Regions from separate parts of the Mus musculus genome. Here region 1 is linked to region 2. A link is a contact called in public HiCAR-type data. All regions are on one chromosome and are shown on one strand. The core of a region is the stretch at or near the end of the contact, and the rest is flanking DNA. Distances in the headings are between cores, read along the strand shown.

Region 1 (5,097 bases), core at 680-3,179, 920 kb after region 2:
ACCTCTGAGTTCAAGGCCAACCTGATCTACATAGTGAGTTCCAGCCAAGGCTATCTAGAGTGAGACCCTGCCTCAAAAAGCAAAACACCCAACAAACAAAAACTTTTAAAAATGATGTGTACTTTGTGCATATATGTATATGTGAATGCAGGTGCCTGCCCATGGAGGTCGAGGCCCCAGTCCCTTGGATCTGGAGTTCTAGGGGTGGTTTTGAGCCACCTGCTATGGGTACTGGGGATTGAACTTGAGTGCTGCGTAAGAGCAGTCAGTGTTTTTAACCACTCAGTCATCTCTACAGCCCCCATTTTGTGAGTCTCGGTCTGTAGCACTCCCATCTTCTTTGGCACTGTGGGGGAGGGGCAGCATGTGTGGAGTTAGAAGACGACCTGGGCCGATTCTTGCTTCTGTGCTGTTGCTGAGTTTCTGGGGATTCTCCACCTCCCATCTTGTCTCAGGAACACTTTAATTACAGATCTCCTACTGCATATGGATTCTGTGGCTTCAAACTCAGGCCTCACACTGGCACAGCGATCACCGCACCCACTGAGCCATTACACCCCCACCCCCACCACTGAAGAAATGAGGCCGTCCATCTGTCTGTCCCACATGTCGTCATCGTCGTCCCCTCTGCATGATTTACCATTCATTCTTCATCTTCTCTGACCTGGTAAATGCTAGGGCTCAGAAAGCTGTGCCCACACACCGTGCCCCCTGCGGCCATGGGGACAGGCAGTGATGGCTGTCTCTGTCAGATGACTGATGCATACGTATTTTAAGTCCCCCAAGCATTTACATGGGGCCTCTAACAGCCATTGACGACCATGGCCCATCAGTGGTTTCACGTGGCCTTGAGAGTTTTGGTTTGTTTCACTTTGATTTGAGTCAGAGTTTCTTATGTAACTCTGGCTTTTCTGGAACTCACTCTGTAAACCAGGCTGGCCTTGAACTCACAGAGATCTGACTGTGTCTGCCTCCCAAGTGCTGGGACTACAGGCATGCACCACCACCACCTGGCTTTTTTTTTTTTTTAAACTATGTAGCCGTGGTTGTCCTGGAATTTTGCTATGTAGATCAGGCAAGCCATGGATGGAAAGAGATTGCCTGTCTCTACCTCCCAGGTGCTAGGATTAAAGGCTTCACCACCATGCCTAGCAAGAGGAGGTTTTGGTATTGTCTATTGATATGTTTGGTTGTTATACCAGGAACTAGATGCCCACTGACACCTGCTGCAGAGGGACCAGGGAGACCGATTCACACGGCATCACAGTCAGGATGCCGCTCAAAACTAAGAATGCCCAATCCACAATGTCAGTAGGGCTGTTTCAGAAATCTTGTTCTAGAGTGTAGTTCATGCTCTATCAGGAATTTGGAAGGATTCCCAGTGACCAAGGACTAGAACTCTGAGCCATAGAGCAAGGGCTATGGGACCAGGAAGCAGAGGCAGGCGGATTTCTGAGTTGGCCACCAGCCAGGGCTATATGGTGAGATCCTGTCTTCAAACAAACAAACAAACAAACAAAACCACACCATACTTTAGTGACCTAAAGACAAGAATATTTTCTAACACAATCATGGTATCATTTCCCAAATCTGGAAGCAGACACTGAGAAGTTAGAGACTCTGTCGACCTCATTCCTTCCTGTTTCCCCGATTGTCTCAAAGCTCCCTCTTATAAGGAAGTCTTGACTTGGATGTCGAATTTAAGCATCTGTCTCTTTAATCTCCTCGCTTCTGGAATAGTTTGTCAGCTCTTGTGTTTCATGCCGTTGACATTTTGGAAGGACACAGGCCAGTTATTTTGTAGAATGGCCCTCAATTTGGGTTTGTTGACGTTTTCTGCTGTTTGGATTCTGGTCACTTTGTGGTACTGTCAGGAAGCCCACAGAAATGATGACGCATTCCTTTTAGTGATCCCAGCCTACTGAGAGAGATGGGTGCCAGGAGTTTCTGTTGCCAAGCTACACTTTGCTGTGTCCTTAATGTTCTTAGGGAGGGCACTGTTAGACCGTGGAAGTCTTTAAGCTCTCATGCGTTACTTTGGAAGACACCAGATCATTCTTACTCAAATCAAGTACTTTTTATGATGGTTGCCAAAAGATGATTTTAATCTGCCCTTCTTCCACGTGAGTTGATTTTTGACTCTAAGGAAGGACGTGGGACTTGGCTCCTCTGCGCTAGTCTCTGACTTGCTGGGCTTGCAGATGTGTGCTGCCGTGTCTTTTCTTGTGTCCATAATAAACTCATGAGCTTTATTCATAAACCTGGATACTCTGGGGTCTACACCCCCGAGCTGGACTCTCAGCCCCCATTATGTGTGTTGAAACTCAGATTGCCTCAGATTTGGCCACGGTGAGCTCCGTGTGCACAGAGCGCATTCCCTTCCTTCTCTGCGCACAGCGCAGGGCGTCTGGACTCTCCTGCCGCGGTCCTGCACTGCTCCAGAAGCTCTGGTTCCTTTCAGTAGAAGAGATGGTACTTAGAAATGAAGGTTTGGATATGCCTCACACACGATGCCGAGCTCTCTCTCTCACCCTCCCTCCTTTCTTCCCTCCTTTTCTCTCTCTCTCCTTCCCTTCTCCCCTCCCCTTCCTTCTTTCTGCTTCAGATCAGTTTCACTAAGAAACCTTTGTTCTCTTCAGTAGAAAAGATATTTAAAGTAGCCAGTCTGGGTGCTTACACTTACTGTAAAGTGTTCTCCTGACTGAGTTTGATTTCAGCTCTGCTAGTAATGAGACAGAAAGATCTAGGGCAGGTTGCTAGACATCTTTGCCTCATTTTTATTTTATTAATAAGATGGAACTTAAAAACTGATCCCCAACAAGATGGGTAGTGGGCAGTTGCCATCCATCCTGATGACCTGACTGCTTTGGCTTGCCCACTGCCACCCCTGCCCCCTGCACTGCCACCCCCCATACAAATGAATAAAAATGTTTAAAAAAATTAGAACCTCTATAATCCTCACTGGGACTTGCTGGTCACCAGCTCAGCTGAATAAAACATGAGTGCCAGGTTAGTGAGATTCCCTGTCTCAAGGGAATAAGGCAATCGATAGAGTATACCTGCCACCCTCTGAGGCTCTGCGCATGTGTGCAAACACACACACCACACACAGACCACACCACACAAAAGTCATGATCTTGGAAGTATAACTCAATGACCGTGCAAGCCCAGCATGTGGGAGGCCCTGAGTTTAGACCCCAGTACTAAACAAATCAAAACAAAAAATCCAAGAACATCAAACTTGTCTTTGGAAGAAGCAAATGGTTGCACTCTCAACTGGGAGTTTTATGGACTGTGGATTAGACCTCAGCTAAAAACCACTCAGCTGATCCTGAATTGTGCACGGTTGATAAAGGTTAAAGAGGAGGATGTTTGAGAGGCCATCTCAGTACAGTGGATGGCCCTACAGAAGCTGGATTTTACTAAGTAAGGCTGCAGTGTCACCATTTATAAATACAGTAGTGACTAGGTAGGCAAGGGGACAAAGTTTTGAGTATAGAGGCACCATGTTCAGTCAGTGCTGCTAGCTTCCTAGGCTGGGTCCCTTCTTCCATGGATCAGGTGGAGATGCTGAGGCCCCAAGAACAGTGGGAGATAGTAAATTGAGCTTCCCTCAGCACACATACACCTCTTAGAACAGTTCACTCTACCTTCGTCCATCTTAAGTGGGATGCTGCCACAGCCTGTCGACTTTTGGTCAATGTCCTGTTTTCACTTGATTAAGGGCATGCCAAAGCCAGTGGGATGGCGTTGGTTACCTGAGATTAAAGAGGAAAGGAAGAGGGGAGGCTTTGCTTTGGAATCGTGTGGGGATGGATACGACCTTCTGGACTTTCAGCATCACCCACGAAGCTGGGACCACAAGGAGGAGGAGGTGGGAAGGACTCCCATGCTAGCAACATCTCTGAACACCCTAGGCAGGCTCTGGTTTGAAGGCATTTTGCTTCCTGTGTGCTCTGCAAGTGTGCTGTTTTGCTCCATTACTAATCTAAACGATCTGGAAATGGAACTTTTGGGGCAGAGTGGCATTTGCTATAAAACTCTGTGGGTATTTTCTTGGCAAGAAAGATGCTGACCGCTCTGTGGCTCTCTGAAATTGTGTGCAACTATATCATCAGACCACAGAAGATCTTCCAGGTTTCCTTTTAAAAACAAGAAAGAGAATATTTGCACAACACTCTGTGTTCCCTATGGAATTGGATATCCCAAAATAAGCTTGTTGTAGTTTGCTGGGACTGTGATTCCCTGTGGCTAGCCCTTACTGACAAGCAGCTCACAGGTTGCTCATGATGCAAATATAAATAGCTACATTTAAAATAATGCATTTTTAAAAGCTCCACTTCTATGGCTTTAGGAGACCAACACTAAAATTATTTATACAGTGGAACCTGCCTTGAAAAGCCTGTCAGAACACTGGTTGAGCGGGCTTTGGTGGCAAGCAGTAGCTTCCTAGGTCGCCAGCCACTGCACCCTTCTTTACGTCCCTGGCTGCCCTGAGCCCTCATCCCTGGTTACACTGAGCCCTTGGCAGTTTCCCTCTTTTGTCCTCATCCCTGTATTAACAGTGTGAAACTCATTTGCTTCTGACGTTTGTCTCTTTTGCGCTGTTAATTGCTGCTGATTAATTGCTTCTGAGTGTGTGTGTGTGTGTGTGTGTGTGTGTGTAGGGGAGTGAAGAGGCCCCAGGGGCTATCTCCATTCTTAAAGAGCAGGTGCTTAACTGTTCCTGCTGCCTTCCTGCTTCTTTTCTCTTTTCCTTTCCTTTTCTTCAACTTTTTCTGTTCTTCTTTCTCTTTTGTTTCTTTCTCTTGGTTGTTTCTATTTGAGGTGGGGTCTTAATTGTTTCTTTCTTTAGATTTATTTATTTATTCTATGTTTATTTATCTGGAGAAAAATGGAGAACCCAAAATTATCCTGAAGAAATGACAATTTGCAGGCTAGATAATTTTCACTTGCTGTGAGCTCCTGTGTTTTAGGAAGTAACCTCCCCACCCCCAAAAAAAAAAAACAAAAACAAAAACAAAGAGAAAAACCAAGAAAACAAACAAAACCCAACTCGTTGCTACGCTGTTGTCCGAGTGGTGGAGGCACTGTCAC
Region 2 (5,661 bases), core at 2,570-5,069:
CTGCGCCGTAGCGTGCAGCAACTCCTCGCGGGGCCCGAGCTAGGAGCTGCTGACACGTTTGCCTTGCTGCACTGGGCACTGCATGTGTACACGGGGTGAGTGTCCTTGGAGAAGCGGGAAGTGGGACGATTAGAGGCTCAGTGTGACATCCTGCTATCCATCTCTAGGAAGGAAATGATGGGGAACTTGGAACTGGGGCCTGAGGCTGATGTGTCCCAGCTAGAGCCCCTCTTGACCTCAGAGAACATTGAGCAGCTGGAGGCAGCCTTTGTGGCTCAGGTTCAGGTGACTAGTGACTGTCCGGTTGTCTAGTTGAACGTCATGTCAATACCCTGATATAGCTCGCTGCTCCTTACTCTTTCTTGCCAGGTAAGTGTGGCTCAGTGGCTGAAGAAGGCACTGGATGGAGAGGTAGCAGAGTGGAGCGGGGAACAGGAGCCCCCCACAGATCCATCCGGTTTCTACCACTCCCCAATGCCAGCCATTGTCCTGCAGGTAGGTGGGAAGAACCCAAGGAAGTAGGCAGCTCGCATATGGAAAGGGGAGAAGGGCAGCGGGTCTAGGAAATGTCTGAAGGCCGCTCCTCCCTGCTTGTAGATCCTGGCTGAAAACATTCAAGTGACCAACCTGATTAGTGACTCATTGCATCGGCGGGCGCATAACATGGCAGTGTCAGAGCTGGGCGCATTCTTGAGAAGGTTTGCCAAGCAGGGGGGCCCATCCACAATCTCCAGCCCTGCTCCCAGACAGCCCAAGGGCTCTGAGTAAACTGGACAGGACACACTAGTGTGTGTGTGTTACCCTTAAACAAATACTTGAAAGTGGGACAAGAGTTCTGGGGGTGCAGCTGTGGGGGTGCCACATTAGCAGCAAACCCAAGAGGCTCCTCTGCCTACTGCAGCTTCAGCGACGCTCTGATCCGATTCTCTCGAGACCATCTCAGGGGAGACGCCGTGGCCCCTCACTATGTGCCCTACCTACTGTCTGCCTTCAACCACCAATCAGCACTGAGGTACCACACTTTTCCTAACACACTTCTGAGTTCCTTTAAAGTCTGGATGCCACCCACACCAGAACCACTTTGGGCTCACAAAGATGGGGTTCTAATCCTCGCTCTGCTAATTATCAGTTGTATTACAAGGTACCTGTCACTTTTCTTACTAGTATTATTTGGATAATAATAAAATCGTCAGAGAATCATATTAGATAAAGATGTTAAATCTACTACATTCAGGAAATAAATTTTTTAAAAGATTTATTTATATGAATACACTGTACCTGTCTTCAACCCACCAGAAGAGGGCATCAGATCCCATTACAGATGGCTGTGAGCCACCATGTGGACCTCTGGAAGGGCAGTCAGTGCTCTTAACCACTGAGCCATCTCTCCAGCCCCCCCTTTTTTTTTTCGAGACAAGGCTTCTCTGTGTAGCCCTGGCTGTCCTGGAACTCAATCTGTAGACCAGGCTGGCCTCAAAGCCCGGCTGCAAATATATTTTTTTAAAGATTTATGTATATGGTACACTGTAGCTGAACCAGATGGTCGTGAGCCTTCATGTGGTTGTTGGGAATTGAATTTTTAGGACCTCTGCTTCCTGGTCAGCACCCCCTCACTCCAGTCAACTCCGCTTGTTCAGGCCCAAAGATTTTTTTTTTTTCTTTTTTCCAGACAGGGTTTCTCTGGGTAGCCTTGGCTGTCCTGGAACTCACTCTGTAGACCAGGCTGGCCTCGAACTCAGAAATCCGCCTGCCTCTGCCTTCCTCCAAGCTGGGATTAAAGACGTGCACCACCACGCCTGGCTCAGGCCCAAAGATTTATGATTATACATAAGTACACTGTAGCTGCCTTCAGACAAGCCAGAAGAAGGCATCAGATCTCATTACTGGTAGTTGTGAGCCACCATGTGGTTGCTGAGATTTGAACTCAGGACCTTCGGAAGAGCAGTCGTTCTTTCGTCAGCCTCCACCAGGCCTGGCTTATCTTGAGTGTTATGCTCTTGGTGGTGTGCAGAGAGGACAGACATACATGCGGGGAATTTTTACTCTTTTAAGAGCTCCCCTCTAAAACAAAATAAAAGGAAGAATAACTTAACTTGAGGTTACATTAGAGGCAAGTCCGCTGGGCATACTCTTCCTAGCCTTACAGAATACCTGAGCCCTTCATAAATTCAGAGCCGCCCTTTCCGCCCCAGCTCCCACCAGACACTGTACCACAAGGTGGCGCCAGAGTGGATGAATCCTAGAGGGCCATGCGAGCCTTGGCCTTGGTCCTGAAGTCACACTTTTTGGTCCAGATCTTCGGTCTCGGTCCTGCTGCCGGACGGGGAAGCTTCCGGGGTCTTAGCTCCAGTGGAAGCTGCGCTGGACGACGTACAAAGGAGGATCTGCCGCCTGGTTTTGGAAGTACTGCAGGTTGAGCTCCAGGTGAGGTCGCCATCCCAGTCTAGATTGGTAGTGTGAGGGAGAAACACGGTCTATTTATGGTGGCCTCTACGGGATCCGGATCATTTCCCTAGCCCTGTCTGTGCTATGCTTTCCCTAGCCCCTGTTCTCCGCTCTGCCCTCGCGCCGGTGGCTATTGAGTTCTGAGTTGCTAGATGGTGTGTGTGAGCAGACGTCGCACTTCTGCCAGGACTTCTGGCGCGTACGGAAGCCTGGTGTTCAGGTAGGGCGAGGAGAGGAAAGCTGGGGAAGGGGTTGTGCTGGTGGGACCCTATATTCAAACTGATTACTGTCCTGCAGCTGCTGCTGGCAGAGGCGGAACGAACCGTGGTGTTACAATACCTAAGGGCTCTGATGCAGGGCCGCCTAGTGTGCCGCGGTACGGACGAGCGGAGCCAGGCGGCTGAGCGACTTCGGCAGGATGCTGCCCAGCTCAAAGAGCTTTTCCTTGGTTTGGTGAGAGCTCATTGGGAGGGCAGACAGTCGAGGATCTCTGTAGTTGGGTGGGAGCCGAGGGCCCGCTGGAAACCCTGTTCCCATGTGTTCAGGGCCTGGAAGAGAGCGCTCACTGCGCGCCCGTCCTGCTCGCGCTGAGGGAACTGCTCAACCTCCACGACCCCACACTGCTTGGCCTCGAGGTGGCAGGCTTGAGGCAGCAATTTCCCGACGTGAGGTGCGAGGAAGGGGACAGGGGAGGAACGGCCCAGGAGGACGAGGGAGGGCTGGGCTGACGCACGTGGTGGTATTCCTGCAGCGAGGATCACGTCTCTGCCCTCTTGGACCTGCGCGGAGACGTGTCCCGAGAGCATCGTCAGGCAGCACTCAGTTCGCTGCAGGCGGGTCCACCGCCCTCACCGTCCACTGGCCGCCGGGCGCTCTTCAGCCTGGTACCGACGCCTACGCCCTCCCTGTCCTCCTGCCTCCCTTCAGGTCCCTGCTCCTGACACCCATCTGTTTGCGTAATAAAGCCACGTCTACGACACGTCTGAATCTATGTGTTGGGGGCGCGCCGGTGAAAGCAACAGTGCAATTAGGGGTCCGTGCACAGTGGTACATCTATAATCCTGGCTGAATCCTAGTATTCTGGCAGCATCTCACCTATGCAGACATCTGCTCTCTTTGTGGACTGCGTGCCCCGAACCCTGGGCTCCCGTGGAGTACTCACTTCCTATGTATCTACTACCGGCAAGCAGTAAATGGTTTCATCGCCCTCGCCAGTCGCTTTAGAAGCGCGGAAGTTTGAAGAGGGGGAAGTCTAGGACCAGACGCGGTCCAGGGGCGCAGGGTGGCAGCGAATCCCGCCCCTCTTCGCACGTTTGGCTCCGCCCACAGCGAGCTTAAGCACGCCCCCTACGGCGGAGACGGACGTGGCCCTTGCGTCTTCGTGTGAGCGTGCGCGCGCCCGAGTGCGCGTGTCTTTGGCGCGGGCTTCCATGGTCTCGGCGGCCAGCGATCGGCTTTGAGGAGCAGGAACTGCGGGCAGCAAAAGAGGCGTGATCAGGTGGGGGCGCGGCACGCGGACCGAACCCCTACCCCACTCCAAAAACCGAGACTAAATATGACTAAGACTTCACCCTTCTTGATTTACCAGGGAATTCCCCCAAGTCCATTGTCTCCTAGCTCCGCCCTCCATTGGGCACGCCCTTCACCCTGTCTCACGCCCTTTATTTGTCTTCAGGGCACGCCCTCCCAGAGCTCTTGGTTCCTATTGGTTGTTTTCCCACGTTATCTCTTTCCAGGGGTTCTTATTGGTGTGGGCCACACCCTCTCATTTGTCACCAGACCCCGCCTTCAGCAGTCAGGGACTCCAGCCTCACCCTGAATTCATTCATTCTGCAACTAGTGAGTGCGTGGGACGAGAGGGTGAATCAGACCCTTCCTGACCTCGGGGAGTTCAGGGCACGGTGGGGAAATATGGATCTAGCCTCCAGCCATGACAGCCTAGGGCTGTCAAGAAGCCATCAAGACCCTGGGACCCTTTACACATCGGGAAGGCTTCCCAGAGAAAGTGAGGCCTAAACCGGGCCCTGAAAAAAATGGTTAAGAGGTTGCTCCAGGGACACATTGGCAAAAGAATTCTTGGCAGAAGAACCTGAGACGTGAAAGAAACAGGTGAATTCTGGTAATTACGTGGAGGTAGGTGGAATGAACGAAGGGAAAATGGAAGAACTGGCCCATATAGTGGTCAGTAGACATCCAGAAAAGTATACAGTTTGAGGGTGAATGAGATCTGAGACTAGAAGTCATTTTTTAAGCAGCCGATCACTAGGTAAGGTGGAGGAAGACTCCGAGAAGGAGGAGGATGCCGGGGTGGGGGTGGGGGGAGTCTAAACAGGGTATCTAAGTTTGCGAAAGGAATGATTATAGTATTTTTGCTTTAGAGGTCTATTTTTATTATTTCTGGGTATGGGTATATGCATGTGCCCGTGGAGGCCAGAAGAGGGCCTTGGGTCTCCTGCAGCTGGAGTTAGCCTGCGTGGACACTAGGAACTGGATTTGGGTTCTCAGGGAGAGCAGCAAGTCTCTCCAGCTCCATGATTTAGTTCTTACAAGGACTCAGGTTCATCCATGGATCACAGTGGATTACAGTGCTGGATCAGGGACTGTTCTGGGTTCTGGAAGCACAGTTGCACATTATAGAAAGGAAAACCCAGATAAAGCCTTCAGATCTGCCATGCAGACAGTGAGCTAGCTGCAGTAGACTTCAGAGACAGCAACAACTACAGAAAAAGCTTAGTTCCAGGAGAGAGAGGAGGTTTGCTCTTTTGTAGAGATTTGCTAGTGCTGACTTTCTTTTATTCTTCTTTCCCTTTTTTTTTTCCTCTCTGTTTAAAGCTTTTAAAGACAGGTATTGCTGCATAGCCCAGGTTGGCCTGGAATTCACAATTCTCTTGTTTCAGCCTCAAGTGCTGGGATTACAGACATGTGCCACTACATCTGACAAGCTTTTCTTCTGTTTTTAATTTTTTTTTTATTAAAACACTTCCATGTAGTTTGATCATGTTTTTATCCACACACCCAAACTCCTCCCAGACCAACTTTCTCTCTCTCTCTCTCTCTCTCTCTCTCTCTCGTGTGTGTGTGTGTGTGTGTGTGTGTGTGTGTGTGTGTGTGTGTGTGTATGTCTAGGGCATCTCTTCTAATATGATATTTATGAAGATTTTTAAGAAAGTGACAAGTGACCCATGCTATTCTGGGGTGTGTGTGTGCGCACATTTT

The links. HiCAR-type assays count read pairs that join an accessible place to other places.
Region 1: a contact with region 2 is called in a HiCAR-type map of astrocytes, with 2.4 times the contacts expected there. The contact joins the enhancer-like site here to the promoter of 4931428F04Rik in region 2. A contact is called at or near these places in 6 of 39 promoter capture datasets (the 3T3-L1 cell line, 3T3-L1-derived adipocytes, embryonic stem cells and 3 more) and 5 of 115 datasets of contacts at active chromatin or transcription factors (astrocytes, bone marrow-derived macrophages, embryonic stem cells and 2 more).

What each region holds. Positions count from the first base shown.
Region 1 is chr8:104,367,078-104,372,174 of GRCm38.p6, reverse strand. The region is part of intron 1 of Cmtm4 (CKLF-like MARVEL transmembrane domain containing 4); the gene reads left to right. Among named protein-coding and RNA genes, the nearest start is that of Cmtm4, 26 kb to the left of the region's middle. Within about 2 kb of position 1,929, at least 68 of the 459 cell types and tissues checked have an H3K27ac peak or open chromatin away from gene starts, as enhancers often do. A contact at or near this core is called in astrocytes, bone marrow-derived macrophages and forebrain, where this site is marked.
Region 2 is chr8:105,287,686-105,293,346 of GRCm38.p6, reverse strand. It overlaps 4931428F04Rik (RIKEN cDNA 4931428F04 gene), which reads left to right and starts at 3,819. Exons shown (of 8, transcript NM_028888.2): 1 at 3,819-3,943; 2 at 4,182-4,578. Exoc3l (exocyst complex component 3-like) reads left to right here. Exons shown (of 14, transcript NM_177788.5): 5 at 1-95; 6 at 168-285; 7 at 370-495; 8 at 598-698; 9 at 902-1,012; 10 at 2,295-2,424; 11 at 2,543-2,665; 12 at 2,743-2,898; 13 at 2,991-3,115; 14 at 3,197-3,424. The coding sequence ends at 3,386.